3 separate regions of the Mus musculus genome follow, and all the other regions are linked to region 1. A link is a contact called in public Hi-C and promoter capture Hi-C data. All regions are on one chromosome and are shown on one strand. The core of a region is the stretch at or near the end of the contact, and the rest is flanking DNA. Distances in the headings are between cores, read along the strand shown. Region 1 holds the start of Elp4 (elongator acetyltransferase complex subunit 4). Region 2 overlaps 4930527A07Rik (RIKEN cDNA 4930527A07 gene). Region 3 holds the start of 4930527A07Rik (RIKEN cDNA 4930527A07 gene).

Evidence for each region. Promoter capture Hi-C pulls out the DNA fragments that hold promoters and counts their contacts. Hi-C and Micro-C count contacts between places; a contact is called where the count stands out from the background.
Region 2: a Hi-C map of uterus shows a contact between it and region 1, with 2.5 times the contacts expected there. The contact joins the enhancer-like site here to the promoter of Elp4 in region 1. A contact is called at or near these places in 7 of 39 promoter capture datasets (embryonic stem cells, liver and stem cell-derived epiblast-like cells), 4 of 15 datasets of contacts at CTCF or cohesin (embryonic stem cells, pro-B cells and stem cell-derived epiblast-like cells), 28 of 484 Hi-C or Micro-C datasets (cerebellar granule neurons, cerebellum, cerebral cortex and 6 more), 3 of 115 datasets of contacts at active chromatin or transcription factors (astrocytes and embryonic stem cells) and 2 of 9 other capture datasets (embryonic tail and pancreatic islet).
Region 3: a contact with region 1 is called in a promoter capture Hi-C map of embryonic stem cells, with 4 times the contacts expected there. The contact joins the promoter of 4930527A07Rik here to the promoter of Elp4 in region 1. A contact is called at or near these places in 7 of 39 promoter capture datasets (the 3T3-L1 cell line, 3T3-L1-derived adipocytes, embryonic stem cells and 3 more), 1 of 15 datasets of contacts at CTCF or cohesin (pro-B cells), 9 of 484 Hi-C or Micro-C datasets (the C2C12 cell line, adipose-derived mesenchymal stem cells, cerebellum and 5 more), 1 of 115 datasets of contacts at active chromatin or transcription factors (astrocytes) and 2 of 9 other capture datasets (embryonic tail and embryonic trunk).

What each region holds. Positions count from the first base shown.
Region 1 is chr2:105,903,258-105,905,957 of GRCm38.p6, reverse strand. Elp4 (elongator acetyltransferase complex subunit 4) reads left to right here and starts at 1,394. Exons shown (of 10, transcript NM_023876.4): 1 at 1,394-1,689. The coding sequence starts at 1,470. It overlaps Immp1l (IMP1 inner mitochondrial membrane peptidase-like (S. cerevisiae)), which reads right to left and starts at 1,320. Exons shown (of 7, transcript NM_028260.2): 1 at 1,228-1,320.
Region 2 is chr2:105,520,599-105,523,298 of GRCm38.p6, reverse strand. The region is part of intron 1 of 4930527A07Rik (RIKEN cDNA 4930527A07 gene); the gene reads right to left. Among named protein-coding and RNA genes, the nearest start is that of 4930527A07Rik, 46 kb to the right of the region's middle. Within about 2 kb of position 1,323, at least 14 of the 459 cell types and tissues checked have an H3K27ac peak or open chromatin away from gene starts, as enhancers often do. A contact at or near this core is called in embryonic tail and uterus, where this site is marked.
Region 3 is chr2:105,475,067-105,477,766 of GRCm38.p6, reverse strand. It overlaps 4930527A07Rik (RIKEN cDNA 4930527A07 gene), which reads right to left and starts at 1,324. Exons shown (of 3, transcript NR_166134.1): 1 at 912-1,324.

The sequences.
Region 1 (2,700 bases), core at 145-2,644:
TGCCCCCCCATATGATTCTCTTATATTTGTTTGAAGTTTTTTTAATTATTATTTGTTTTGCTGATGCTAACTCTGAATATCTGATTCTCCTTTTCCAACTGTTTGGGATTATAGTCTCCTGCCCAAGCCCAAATATGATGCAGGAAAAAAGAAAGGGTGGGAAGGAGGAAGGGAAAGAGGGAATGGAAAGAAAAAACCGTAAGTAAAGGTGTTGTGGTGGCATTCACCTGTAAGTCTCAGGCAAAGGCAGGCAGACTTCTGTGAGTTATATACCAACAGGGCTACATAGAGAGATCCTGTCTCAAAATAAATGAATGAATGAATGAATGAATCAATCAATCAATCCATATATCATGTATCACCCATCACTGTCAGCAGTAATTAAGTGACACAAGTATTGACTTAGGTCTCTTTTTCCGTTCAAACATTGCTTATCTTGGATGTCTTCTAGAAATCACTTAACCAATTCCTCCTCCAGTTCACATATGAAAAAAAAAATCAGGTCTGAATTACATGGTTTTTTTTCTACCACAAATAAAACTCATAGTGTAGTAGGAACCCTCTCCATTCAGATTCAAATTACTAGAAAAATAAGGTACAAATACATCTAATTCCACTCAGATTTAGGGGAGAGAAACTTCAAGTAGTTTCCGTTATTTGCAGCTGCTTTGGAGAAGTGACAATTAAATGTGTGAACAAGGTTGTCAGAGTAACACTTGCCATTCACACTGCTTAGGAAAGACCCTCCGAGATTTCCAGAAACACTAATTAAAATTAAGAAAAGCTGCTCACGGGGACTTGTCAGAAAGGTATAGTCTGTGAGAGTGGGGGAAGAAAGCCCAATGGTCTCGAAGTTCATAAACGGAAGTTTCTAAGTAAAGTCTACCTTAACCCAACCCACCTAACCCTGGGTTCTCACTGCCTTAAGCCCAAGAGCTCACCAGCCACTGAAGTCACAGTTACTCCTGTCCAGACAGCTCAACCATTCGGGAAATCAAGGTTTCGAGGAGAGGTAGTGGTGGGGGTGGTAGGGATGGGGAATAACTTTCCTTAGAGACCCAAGAGGTGAGAGAGGCAAAAAGAGGCGTCTCTCTGCTAAACAGCAGGGGAGAGCGCCAACTCGCAGTGGCTTTAGAAGCCCTGGGGGCGAATCGCTTCTCTTTCCTTTCCTTTTAACTCGTGAACGTAGGCACTCGCAAATCAAGAATGCCGAAGGACGGTACCCACCTGCGGCCCCAAACACCAACAGAAGTTCCTCGGCCAGGACTCAGACGGACCAGGGCCGCGTACACCCCTCCAGCTTTACGCACCGCACTTTTCAGCAATAGGCCTTGCGATTGGTTGACCTGCAAGGAAATCTCAGTTCTATTGGCTGCCAATGGCGTGTAGGCGGGACTTTGGGGCTAGCTCTGACAGGCCCCCCGCTCCAGTTCCCAGAGTTCCGATTGGGTCATCGTAGGAGCTTCAAGATGGCGGCGGCAGACACTTGCGGCGCGGGTACCCTCAGCTCCCGGTCTGTGGCGTCCGAGGCGGGTCAGGGCGGCACCTCTAGTTTCCAGAGGAAGGGCAAGGCCTCTGGGGGCCCCGGAGGGGGCCCTCGGCTGCTGTCCATTGCTGGCACGCGACCGTCGGTGCGGAATGGACAACTGCTGGTGTCAACCGGGCTCCCAGCCCTGGACCAGCTCTTAGGTCGGTTCAGAATAAATATGTGGGCGCGTTCCAGGAGAAACTTGGGGGAGGGACTCCTGGGCAGCCCATCACCCCTGTGCTTGGCCCGGCCCCACGCACCCATTTCCTTTTTCCCTCTCTTCTTCATAAGCATGGTTAGGATGACCTGCCCTGACAGAGGAAGACTGGGAGGAAACTTGCATGGAGATGTCAAGAGGTGTGCACTAAGCCCGCCTTAAGACCCAGACTCCTTACTCTTCTCTGTTCAGCACCTCATTTCTAGATGACCATGGACTCCCTACATGCCATTACCCTAAAATGATTACTACTGAAAAAGAAACACATATGGAAAGGAATTGGCTTGTAGGATCCTCTGCTGGTGTCTTAGGACTCCTTCCTTCCAACCCCGGGTAGCTTAAAGCTGGGACTAACCCACAAAACTTTTTAGAGTTTTAAAGAAGGGTTCCTTTAGAAAAAGTTGAAAGTATTGCCCTCTTTCCCACAGCCTGGCTACTCATCTTAAATAGTAGAGCGGTATGGTTCTAAAGAGTGGATGTTAAAGATGCCTGTTGACTCAAAGAAATGACAGTCCTTGGTATTCAGATAGTTCTACACCCCACCCGAGTTTCTTTTTTTTTTTTTTAATTTTTTTTATTAGATATTTTCTTCATTTACATTTCAAATGCTATCCCAAAAGTCCCCTATGCCCTTATCCCCGCCCTGCCCTCCTACCCACCCACTCCCACTTCATGGCCCTGGCATTCCCCTGTACTGGGGCATATAAAGTTTGCAAGTCCAATGGGCCTCTCTTTCCAGTGATGGCCGACTAGGCCATCTTCTGCTACATATGCAGCTAGAGACACGAGCTCTCAGGGTACTGATTAGTTCATATTGCTGTTCCACCTATAGGGTTGCAGACCCCTTCAGCTCCTTGGGTACTTTCTCTAGCTCCTCCATTGGGGGCCCTGTGTTCCATCCAATTGATGACTGTGAGTATCCACTTCTGTATTTGCCAGGCACTGGCATAACCTC
Region 2 (2,700 bases), core at 74-2,573, 380 kb after region 1:
TCCTGGCTTCCAGGAGCTAGGGTGCAAGCATGGGAATTGCATTCACTCTCAGTTTACAATGTGGACATATGTGCGCACTCATGTGTTTTACACAAATACATGCACATTGAAAGTCAATTTGAACATCAAGTAGGATTGACTTTTCTGTGAGGCACAATTCCTCTTCTTGTAGGCAGCTTTCAAGGTTAAACTCATCATGATGAGGTTATGCACTCCAGAGCCAGTGTGTGTGGGTTCAAACCTCAAGTTTTACCATTTAGTCGCTGTCAAGGTTTAAGCAAGTTACTTAACCTCTTTGGGCTGCTCGCCTCTTCTATAAATATGAACAATACTGATACTCCAGCAGCATATTGTGATGAAGCGGTACAATGTATGATCATCACCCTGTACATACTAGCTGTAATTATTGTCCAACAGAGCATGGCTCTCATGTAGTCCCACCATCTGTAGAGTCAACCCATTAAGCTCCATTCTAAGTCTTGTTGGTCAATATGTCCCAGGCAGACATTTCCAGTTAGAGAAAGTTAATGTTAGAGACACTATTTGGTTAACATAGGTGCTACTTACACTCTATATAGCCTCTACGAGGTTTAAGAGTCATGACTGTGGAACTCCCATGTCCTTTGTCTTTATTAAGTCAGTCTGGCAAGGTGGTGGGCCCGTTGGTGCTGTAGACTGACTGATGACACTCTGGCGGACAGGGTGGATGTGTCCTCTCTCCAACTTAGGGAAATTTTCCTCCTGGCTTTTCCTACCTTCATCTGCAAAGTATCCCAGGGAAGCTAGCAGAGTGGCTTCCAGGGGAGCCGCAAGCATCTCGAGAAACTCTGACTTAGATGGGATACTTACAGACACTAACCAAAAAGAGCTCTTTCCATCTAGAAAAATGATGGCCAGGAGACAGGCTGCCAAAGTCAGAGGCTGGCTTTCCCAAGGTCAACCATAAATCAAGGTGAGCACATGTTACAGGAGCCAGTGCTGGAGTCTTGAGGGGGTGTGGGGCCTGATGACAGGGGGATTATCTCTTCCCATTCCGTCTGCTGCCAGGGAAGCCAGGCATGTGTCTGCTCATTGCCACCAAGGAAGCCTTCCTGCTGTTTAATGAGGGTTAGCTTGCCCTGGGAAGGAAGGCCTGGCCTGCACATCTGTCTCATCAAAGGGGTCAAAGGCTTAGGACACAAAGGTCTCTCAGGCCTCCATTCTCTGGCCTTTATCACCCCCCAGAAGCCATCCTGTTAACGTGCTCAAACAGCCGTGACTTTGCCTCTGCTGTGTTTGGGGAGTTCAGTCTGGTGAAGAGGGAAGAGAGAGAGAGAGCCCTTGGAGTCTCTCAGACTTCGCACTTGGCTGCCTCTCCTGAGGAGGACCTGAACCGTGACTCATCTGGGGTAGAATGTTTTGTTAGCAAATCCTTGTTTTGCTTTAAAGCCACTGATGTCTCAAGAAAACAGCCTCAAGCGAATTTGGAGGAGGAAGAGGAGGAGGAGGAGGAAGAGGAGGAGGAGGAGGAGGAGGAAGAGGAGGAGGAGGAGGAAGAGAGAGAGCGTTAGAGAGAGAGAGAGAGAGAGCACTGCCTCACATGTAATCTGTTTACAGGGGACAGAAGTGACCCTAGGAGCAAGCTCGAGCCAGGCACCCTCACCATGATGGCCTTGAGGTCATGAGGCTTTTTGCAGGAAATCAAGACATACTAATGCTTTAAGTTGGAAGGACATAAGAGATGGTGAGGCTGCATCTGCTATGGAGCTTTGGAGGTCCAACATCACTTGGAGTTTAGGAGCTGCCTTTGAACTCAAGGCTTCACCCCACACACCTCAGCTTCTTCATCTGTCAAGGGGATTAGCAATACTAGGGTGAGAACAACATGACAAACGCAAAACATATTTCCTCTTCTCTCATGCCAGCACATAGACAGCCAATGGTAGCAAGATATCAGACATTTAAGAAAACATGTCAGAGAAGACATCAGCTCATCGAATATCTTACCATAAAAATGACGGTTGGTTCATTTTGGTTTTGCGATGTGTCAACAATTGCTACCTTCCTGGTGATGGTGGTAGATGTGACATGTCTTAATCATGTGGCAAAAAGAAGCCTCTTGGTAATTGTAGAATTATGCAAGGCAGAGTCCTTAGCCAGATAGCCAGGGTAGCAATAGAATTGACCAATGGCTTGAGAATGTCCAGGATACTCTGGTGGGTAATCAATGCCCTATAAATGATAGGCTCAGATCTTAAGTCCCACTCTCCACATGAGCTGTCTCGGGCTATGGTAGAGATGCAATACAGAGAGCAGCACAGAGCAAATTGAATAGAAAAACAACAGCAGGGAGTGAGTGGCAGCTCATGTGCAAGACCTGAAAGGCAGAGCTTTGTGAGTGTGAGGCCAGCCTGGTCTAAATAGCTTCAGCAGAGCCAGAGCTATAGAGAAAGACCTTGTCTCACCACCACCACCACCACCACCACGACCAACAACAACATTATCAGTGAATTATGCATATTCAAAGCCTTTGGATATCAACTCAGCCCTTTCTCTTCAGCTCAAGGGAAATCATTTAGAAAATAATACAACTAGAGGAATAACCTTGAGTCTGTTCAAAAATTGTTCAAAATGCACCTGACACAGATCGCAGTAACACAGTATTTGTGAATGGTCTCAAAACTGGTATTAATAAGAAATCCTTTTAATCAGAGTGTTTCT
Region 3 (2,700 bases), core at 75-2,574, 430 kb after region 1:
TTTGAAATTCCCCACCAGGCAAATCTGAAATTATTCACATTTTTCTTGCAGATTTTTCATGAAGTGAGTGGCTGATGAAATAACTCTCAAATGGCTTTGCGTTTTCTGCTAAGGATCCTTCAATGGGTGCGTGCCTTCATGCCTCAGCTCCGCCAAGCCCTCCTCTTTCCTGTTTATGTTTATTTTGGAAGCCAAATGTGTTTACAAAATCAGTTAAAAAGTGTTAATGATCAGTTTCCAGCATACTAATGTGAATTTAAATTACTTTCACATGAATCAAGACAAATTAAAATTGCCATTTGATCACAAACTGTTTTAAATTCATATTATAAGTAGGTGCAACAAATCTGGATATATGCTTTTAAAAAAAAAAAAAGAGCAGTTTAAAAATAACCATTCTAGCTTGGCATGGTGACAGATGCTTATAATCCAAGCTCTCAGGAGGGGAGGTCGAGGCAGGGGGATCAGCAGTTCAGGGCTAGTCCACGAGACTCTGCCTCAAACTAAGCCAAATAAAAATTCACAATAAAAATAATATAACCATTCCAATGGCCTGAAGAAGCTCAGAGCAGGAAGTGTCTTCCCAGGAGGAATGATGTCAGTTTTTGGTCCCCTGTGTGGGAGAAGGTAGTGGGTGATAAGAGTCTGCTTCCTGGAGGCAAAATACTCCTGCACATAACTGTCAAGACTCAGTTATAGCTTTGAAGTACACATTAAAAAAACCCTTCTATTGATTCTTTGGTGAATCACACACACCAACCCCACTCATATCCCTGTCCCTTCTTATACACCCCCTGCCCTTGCATCCTCTCCCTCCCCCACCAAATATAGGATAGAATTTAAAAAAAAACAAACAAACTTGTCACAGCGTAGCCCACAGTACACCCTTCTGTCCACACATCTTTACTTACAAGTGTTCATTGCAAGGAGTCACTGCTCTGGTCGGAGGCATCTGGCTTCTGCTACATCATCAGTACTAGATCTTCATGGAGACTCCCCCTAGTCACCCTGTTATTATTGCCCTGTGTCATGGAGATCCTGCAGCTTTGGATCTGTAGGACTGGGCTTTTCACACCACCCAGCAGTTCATAGATGGGGTAGATGTTGGGGTGGGCTGACTCAAAGCCCTGAATCTGGGCCTGGTTGGTAGCTGAGTCGGTCAGCCCACCAGCTCTCCTGCACCAGTACCACCCTGTCGAGCTGTCTAGTACTGCCCCAGCTAGCTTGCCCTCGAATCACAGCTGGCAAGGGGCAGGGCCAACTGTCCCATGCGCATACCCTTGGCCAGCTCACCTGACCCTCACACCAGGGTCAGCTCTATTGTGTCACCCAGGCAAGGGGCGGGGCCAGTCTAGCACAGTGCCTCAGGAGCCCAGCCCAGGGACATCTGCATAGCCTTTGGTGATAACATGAACCTGAGGCACCAACACAGACCCTGGCTGTGATGGGACTCTAGATCCTGACATGGTCCCAGGCAGCAGCATGGACCCTGCTGTCACCATGGACTCAGGTGTCAGAGCAGGTCACTCAGATGAGCATGCCCCCCTACAGCACCAAGGCCCTCAGACATCCACATGATCTCCAGTGGCAGCCCAGACCACGGACATCAGCATGGCCTTTGGTGATAACTCAGACCCCAGCTGCCACAGGAGCACAGATCCAAACATGGCCCTTTGCCAAAGTCCAAGCCAAGGCATCACCATGTCCTCAGGCCGTTGTGCAGGTTCCTAAAGCTGCCTGTTGCCCACCACTGTCGTCTCCAGTTCCACCTTTCTCCAGAGTACACAACCCCCTCAGCTCTACTTTCTCTACCCTTTCTCCATTGTCTCTTTCCTATCTCTCTGTCGCACATTCTCCCATTGTGGTGGTTCCCAAGTTGAGTACTTGGGTATCTTTCTTCGGGCCGTCCATATCTGCACAATGAAAGTATGAATAAAATCAGCTGGGTGGATTACAAAATGTAACTCAAGGTTTGACTCAAAGCTCTGGACCTGGGCCTGGTTGATTGCTTTTACTCCATTTCAGTGTTAAATCTCTCTCTCTCTCTCTCTCTCTCTCTCTCTCTCTCTGGAGTTCATGCTCATATAGAGTAGAAAATGGAGGCTCTGTCAGGATTTCCTTCCCCCTTGTGTCCTCCTTCCTGCTTTTGGTGAAGCTGCTCCTGGGATTAGGGGTTGGCTGTAAGTCTGCACTTTGCAGAATGACACATCAGTACCCCAGAGAGTTCAAGAGTTCTAGGGTTCTAGAGAGAAGAAAACTATACTGGAGTTGATGGAGAAAAGAAAGCTGGCTTTCCCATCAGACAAGACATGGCCCCCTCATCCACAACTGTTCCACTCTTGTTCAAAATGAACGCTGGAGTTTGTCTGAAGAAAGTCTCCAGGGAGTAACTTTTTAAGAGTGGTATGTTAAAACCATCTCTTAATAAGACAAAGAAAGGAGTTAGCAAAGGGTAAGGCTGCCGTTCTGCATCCAGCTCTGTAAAGAAGTACCCGCCCCGAACTAAGGCAAACAGGAGTACAAGCCATGCCTGTGTCAGACACCATACAACTCTGGGTTCTCCGAGCCAGTTTCAAAGTGCCAGTGTCTCTGCTTTATAATATGTCTATGTCAGGGGTTTGGGTCACAGTCACAGGAGCACATAGAAGTGGACGAGATTTAACCCTGACGATGCCCAGTGCTTTGAACATCCTCTTTCAT